Regions from separate parts of the Bombyx mori genome. Here region 1 is linked to region 2. The links are chromatin contacts, called in public Hi-C maps. All regions are on one chromosome and are shown on one strand. The core of a region is the stretch at or near the end of the contact, and the rest is flanking DNA. Distances in the headings are between cores, read along the strand shown. Region 1 holds the start of Rab-10 (small GTP-binding protein Rab10). Region 2 holds the start of LOC101737703 (glycine cleavage system H protein, mitochondrial).

Evidence for each region. A called contact is a pair of places that touch in the nucleus more often than the background predicts.
Region 1: a contact with region 2 is called in a Hi-C map of middle silk gland, with 2.8 times the contacts expected there. The contact joins the promoter of Rab-10 here to the promoter of LOC101737703 in region 2. A contact is called at or near these places in 3 of 7 Hi-C or Micro-C datasets (middle silk gland, posterior silk gland and whole pupa).

The regions. Positions count from the first base shown.
Region 1 is chr11:19,502,693-19,505,692 of ASM3026992v2, reverse strand. Rab-10 (small GTP-binding protein Rab10) reads left to right here and starts at 1,644. Exons shown (of 4, transcript NM_001098352.2): 1 at 1,644-1,820; 2 at 1,984-2,183. The coding sequence starts at 1,694. LOC101743029 (cohesin subunit SA-2) reads right to left here and starts at 406. Exons shown (of 21, transcript XM_004927037.4): 1 at 1-406. The coding sequence starts at 161.
Region 2 is chr11:18,606,522-18,609,559 of ASM3026992v2, reverse strand. LOC101737703 (glycine cleavage system H protein, mitochondrial) reads right to left here and starts at 1,452. Exons shown (of 2, transcript XM_062671276.1): 1 at 1,226-1,452; 2 at 1-290. The coding sequence starts at 285. The region is part of intron 20 of LOC101736905; the gene reads left to right.

The DNA.
Region 1 (3,000 bases), core at 395-2,894, 900 kb before region 2:
ACTGCACCAGTATTAAAGCCACTATAGTTCACATTAGGCGTTTCAGGTTCATGGACAGATTGGCCACCATAGTCCGTCATAGGAGTAGCCGGAGTCATAGGATTTACATACTCCGGTGGAGGATCGTCCATCCGTATACGTTTCCCGCCTCGACGATGCATCTTCAATCGATTTACTTCTAAAAAAAAACTAAAAACTAAGCTATCACCACACTTTTTCTCACATGAGTATTTTATATGGACACTAAAAAAAACCAAATTCCGTTGTTTGTTGTATAATTCGATTTTATTGAATTTCGAAGCAGCACAACCAAGACACCATTAATAAATGAGTAAAAGAGAGGGAACAAAAACTATCGATCAATAAACGACAAAAGCGACGCAGGGCAAACACAACAACCATAGATTTTTTTTTTGATACAATTTTTCCTTATTAGGAAAGACAAGGGAATCTATGCCCATTGTATGTTTAACCATAGATTATGAATGGCGCTCTCATATTAGGTATTAGATTTAGAGCTCCGTAGTATTACAATCGCTAGATTTTTCACTATTAAATTCATTGGATATTTTAGGAGAAATGCGAGCGAAAAAGATATTTATAAAAAATATGCTAATTTAAAGTTAGTTTAAGTTTGTCTTAATTATGAATAAATAGATTAAAAGAAGTAAACATAAGACTCGACTTAAAGGTCTCGGTACCAAGCCATAGAAAAACATAAATTTATAATACAGTCTGCGTCTTTCTTTAAGGTTTTCAATCATTTCCAAGTACTAAAATAAGAACTTTTATTTCATCCTTGACTAATATTTTACTGTTATTTTGTGTAAAAACTCTATTAAAACACAAAACCAATCGGGAATTAAGAATCTGTTTAGATTTAGCTTGCTGTATTTAACATAATATGTCCTAAATATTCATATTATATTTTAAGATGATTTTTAAAATTACCGTCAAATTTTTTGAGAAATGCTCATTTGCATGGAGTTCTTGTAGTACCTACTAACTCTCTGGGCATTTGACAATGGATGGAATCATGATACACATATATTAATTGATGGAATTTTATTTTGAAAACTGGCAGTCAATGGGCAGTCATGGCTTTACTAAATTTATTAATTTTTTGGCGGAAACACGAGGAGTGAAGTTGTGTGATTTGTTTTATTTGTCTATTTAGTGTTTCTTCAGATTTAAATGTGTATATAATTACGGTAGTTTATTAACTGGTTAATATCTGTGAAAGTGCACAAATGTGGGAAAATGAAACAAAGTCGCTGGGAAGTAGCTTCTCGGGATCCTCCAAAAATTCCACTGAAAAAATCTCACTAAATGGCCACCATTTTACTAAGATTATATTTCGTCCCATATCATCTCATTTCATTTAATTTCATCCCAGTTGATAAATGTCTCATATTAATCATCTTAATTTCATTTCTTTTCACTCCATATTATCATTTTTCACAAAAATAAGAATGTAAATAAAAATAAGATATGACTTAAAAGTCTTAGCTTACAGGTCATAAAATCCCATAAAAATTAAACAATTAAATTAATTATGCAAAACCGCTAAAAGTTTGCCATACTGGAAAAAAGGAGCACTGAATGAGTGGCAACAAAATTTTGATCTGTCATATTTTGGGTTGGATATTTTGGATCCTTGATATCTGTTTTATAAAACGAATAAATTTGTAAAATGGCCAAAAAAACATACGACTTGTTATTCAAACTGCTTCTCATCGGTGACTCCGGAGTTGGAAAAACGTGCATATTGTTTAGGTTCTCAGATAACCACTTCACAACGACTTTTATTTCGACGATAGGTAGGAACCACCTTGTTATTTTCTTAATTTCCTATCTTGCACTCGTGCCGGTAATAACTGGAGATTTGTCTTCATAAAATATTAAAAACTGTACTTATTCAATAATAATTGAACAATTCTTTGAACGTAACGTAACTACTTTTACAATAATTTAAATTTTTAGGTATCGACTTCAAAATAAAGACAGTGGAATTAAGGGGTAAGAAAATAAAGCTCCAGATATGGGACACTGCTGGGCAGGAGCGTTTCCACACCATCACGACGTCGTATTACCGCGGCGCTATGGGCATCATGCTCGTATACGACATAACAAATGAAAAAACATTTGATGATATCGTTAAATGGTTACGAAATATAGACGAGGTTTGTAACAACAAATATGTAATGACTCATTTCCTTCACATTTCGTTATTTAATCAATATCAAGGGACCTAAATTGAATAGTCAAAGAATGTGAGATATAAAACAAATTCTATAAAAACTGTGTGACACTAGTGAAAAAATTAATCCCCTAATTTGGGCTATAGCTCAAATGCTAAATTCACTAGTCAATATTATGTAACTGCAGTACTGAAAATAGTTACCGCAGAAGTTTTAGACAGAATAATGATTGTAACCACAAAGCTGCAATATTGCCAGTTACATTGGTAATAAGTTTGGTTTGAATATATAAATGAAATGAAAACAAATTTCAATGAGGTCAAAGTCCTTGATTAAAAAACAATTTAGTTTGATAACTAGTGAACCAAGGTAAAACTAACATAACTTATTTATCGTTTTGCATCAGTTCTCACAAACAAAAATTTACTTGTACAGTCAATTCTTAGCATTAATAACTCTTGTAAACTTTCAACAGTTATTCTTTGAGTTGTAGTAGTTCTTTGCAATAACCTTAGTGTTGGTCTAACTATTATCTGTGATACTTACAACTCTGAAATATTGAGAACTCACTATAACAAAATTTTTTGGTAGAGACACGTTTAATAATAGCAATTTAAGTAACAGTAAAATATTGTTATTGAAATGTTACTTTATAAATGTGATTTAATATGAGACAATTTAAAAATTATCCATGCTCAGTCTCTGTGGCATTGAGAAAATATTAGTATTGCCTATTAACAGTAAGGTCACAAAATATGAACATTAAAAAATAACAGTAATTTGTTAAGCTTAGTAAATT
Region 2 (3,038 bases), core at 203-2,702:
TTCTAAGGCACCGCACTCATCACCAGCTTTAAGGTCTGTTCCGGGGTCTGGCAGCTGTGCAAAAACAACATCACCAAGAGATTCTTGGGCATATTCGCTAACCCCAACTGTACCTATATCTTTGTCTATTGTAACCCATTCATGTCTATCAGTATATTTCCTTGATGATCCACCTGTGCTGTACTTCAGGCATAACATACAGTATGTTTGTCTGATGTTTGACTGTAAATGATGCCTTAATTTGTAAGTTTTCACTATTTGTAATAAGCATCTCTGTATTGCCATTTTATCTGAAAGATGTAAATAAAATTCTTAGTTACCAGGTCATAAAATCCCTTAAAAAAAATTAAAATAAAATACTTTTAGTGTTGTACTAGTAGTTAAATGACATAAATAAAAATATAATAAAACACAATTATTACAAAAATTAATACAAAAAGACAATGCAACAATCTTCAGACAAAACATATATGAAGCTAATAAAAAACTGTCAAAGTAACCATTTTAGATAATGTAGGATGTAGGATGAGAAATGATTTTATTTATCAATACAATTATTAATATGACTGAAAGTATGTTAATAGCATGTAATCAGTATGTATTATGTACTGATATAATGGCCAAATGACATAGGAAACCATGATTATTATGATAAAACAAATTATAGGATAAACATGTCATTGCAAATTTCATATTTTAAATTAATTTCATAAATTTGCTTCAATCCTGCACTGGATTTGCAGGTAGATGTGATTTTGTTTTGTTTGATATATCCATTTAGTACAAGAAAATTGAGATTTCGATTCAAAATAAAATGACAGTTTTCTTGCTGAGCTCTCATTAACCATTAAAATTCTTAGTAACCATAAAATCATGTATAGATGATAAAGTGTAATAAAGCCTTAATTGAGACTGAAAATATATTCCACTAACTTCTAATCTGGTACTATCTACATTTGCGGTAGGCAGCGGCTTGGCTCTGCCCCTGGCATTGCTGAAGTCCATGGGCAACGGTAACCACTCACCATCAGGTGGGCCGTATGCTCGTCTGCCTACAAGGGCAACAAAAAAAAAAGAAAAAAAAATTCTTAAAAACTACAATTGAGAAATTCTGCGTTTTGATAAATCGAGAGCGATTTTGATCTGTATTTGTTGACTCTTAACTAAGATGAAAATATAGTTTTTTATGAGAAAAAATTAAAACAAAAATAATTATTAAACTCACTGTCAGTATTTTTTGTAGATCACAAATCGAATACTTTGGTATCTAAATGTAATCTGGAATTTTAGGTGTGCTTCGAATATATTAAGTGTATAATCTATGGGTGTGCTTTTTAATAGAATTAAAAATTAAAGCAATTCAAATAAAATGAGGTTATCTTTATTATTCCTTTTGAAATTTGACATTTGTCAGCTGCTTATTTTTTTTAAAGGATCTTATTTATGACCTGGTAACTAAGACTCTTAAGTCATGTTTCATTTTAATTTAAATTCTTAATTTTATGAAAAATGATAATGTGGAGTGAAATGAAAAATGTCACTGCTTAGTTCTGAGGGTTGTACAGTTTCATCTCGGTGGTAGAAAGCACTGCTTGTGTTCGGGTAAATGTCAATTTTTTGCCTAAAGGTATACCTCACGTCTGGTGTTAAGTAGTTACCGCAGCCCATAGACACCAACAACATAAATGGCCCCACTCATCTCGAAACGTCAATTGTAAGTCTCTGTAATATAACGACTGACCCGCCCTTCCCAACTAACAGCATTTCTTAGTGCTTCTTCATTAAATGCCAAAATTGTGCGAAGAACCTGTTTAATAATATTGTGTGTAAAACATTTTAGTTTTGGAAAACGCACAATTATTTTTATTGGCTTTTTAAGCAATGAGCCACCTGACAGCGGGGTCCAAGTGTTGGCAAGTGGTCACTATCTATCGTGGACATTAGTAAAATTAGCAGCACAGTCAAGCCGCTGTCCACTGCTAACAAATATTTTAACGGTTTCAATAATAAAATATTTTTCTGTTTAGTAGTAAGCAGGTACACTGGTACATACCTGGTACATACCTAGTGTTATGTGATGACTTCATTAAGATCATGTTCATTTGTTACTGAAACCCTTGGGTATTCAGACTTCGGTCATTTATTTTTTATTACAGACTGACCTTTTTTAAGTTTTTTAGGTAAAAAATTAAGTCCTTATTTTTATTCACCACCATGTAGGACATTTAATAAAACCATCAAGATAAATTATATTATATTTTGAAATGTAATCGGATTTGGAACTATTTTTTTATTTTTCGGAATTAGTCAGGCATCCCCATTTAAATCTTTAACGTGACAAACGTCAAGGCCGTCAATCTAAATAAACGTCAGTGACGAGACGACTTGTATTTCGCGAACCATGACTGAAAGATGTCAAAATAAGTTTGTAGAAAATTTTGTTAATCAAAATTATATTATTTGCTTCGGAATTACTAGTGCCTCTTTTGCTGTTATTTATTATTACAGGTCTATATAACGTAATACCCATTTTGTAAGTGAACTATCACATTCGAATAGTTTTTAACCCAGTTTTTTGTTTACAGATTTCACTTCGTAACTTTTGCGTTTAGTTATGTGTTGGGATGTGTGGCTTGTTATTATGGACTTAATTCGAATGTTCTGCACAATTATTTGTGTAAATTACAGTGCCATTTCTTTAGAGAAACACCGGAAGTAGTAGAGATCGAAGAAGTCAAGGTACTTGCAATGTTTACTTTGTTTGTTTATTTATATGAATACATTTATATGCTGTAGTTGACTGTTACTGTGTGCTTTTGTCAAAGTATTTAATATGTTTTACACAAGGCGGAAGAAAAAAGTTGAATTAATTACAAGTTTAACAAAAAACGAAGTACACAATATTCAGATCTGTATGTTAGAAATCCAGTTTTGAATTTTATCTTCCATGAACTACTTTATTTTAATATTTTTACATAATGGATGTAATTAATGCCTCAAATCCAATGATCGAGGTTAATTTGTTAAATTTTTAATAA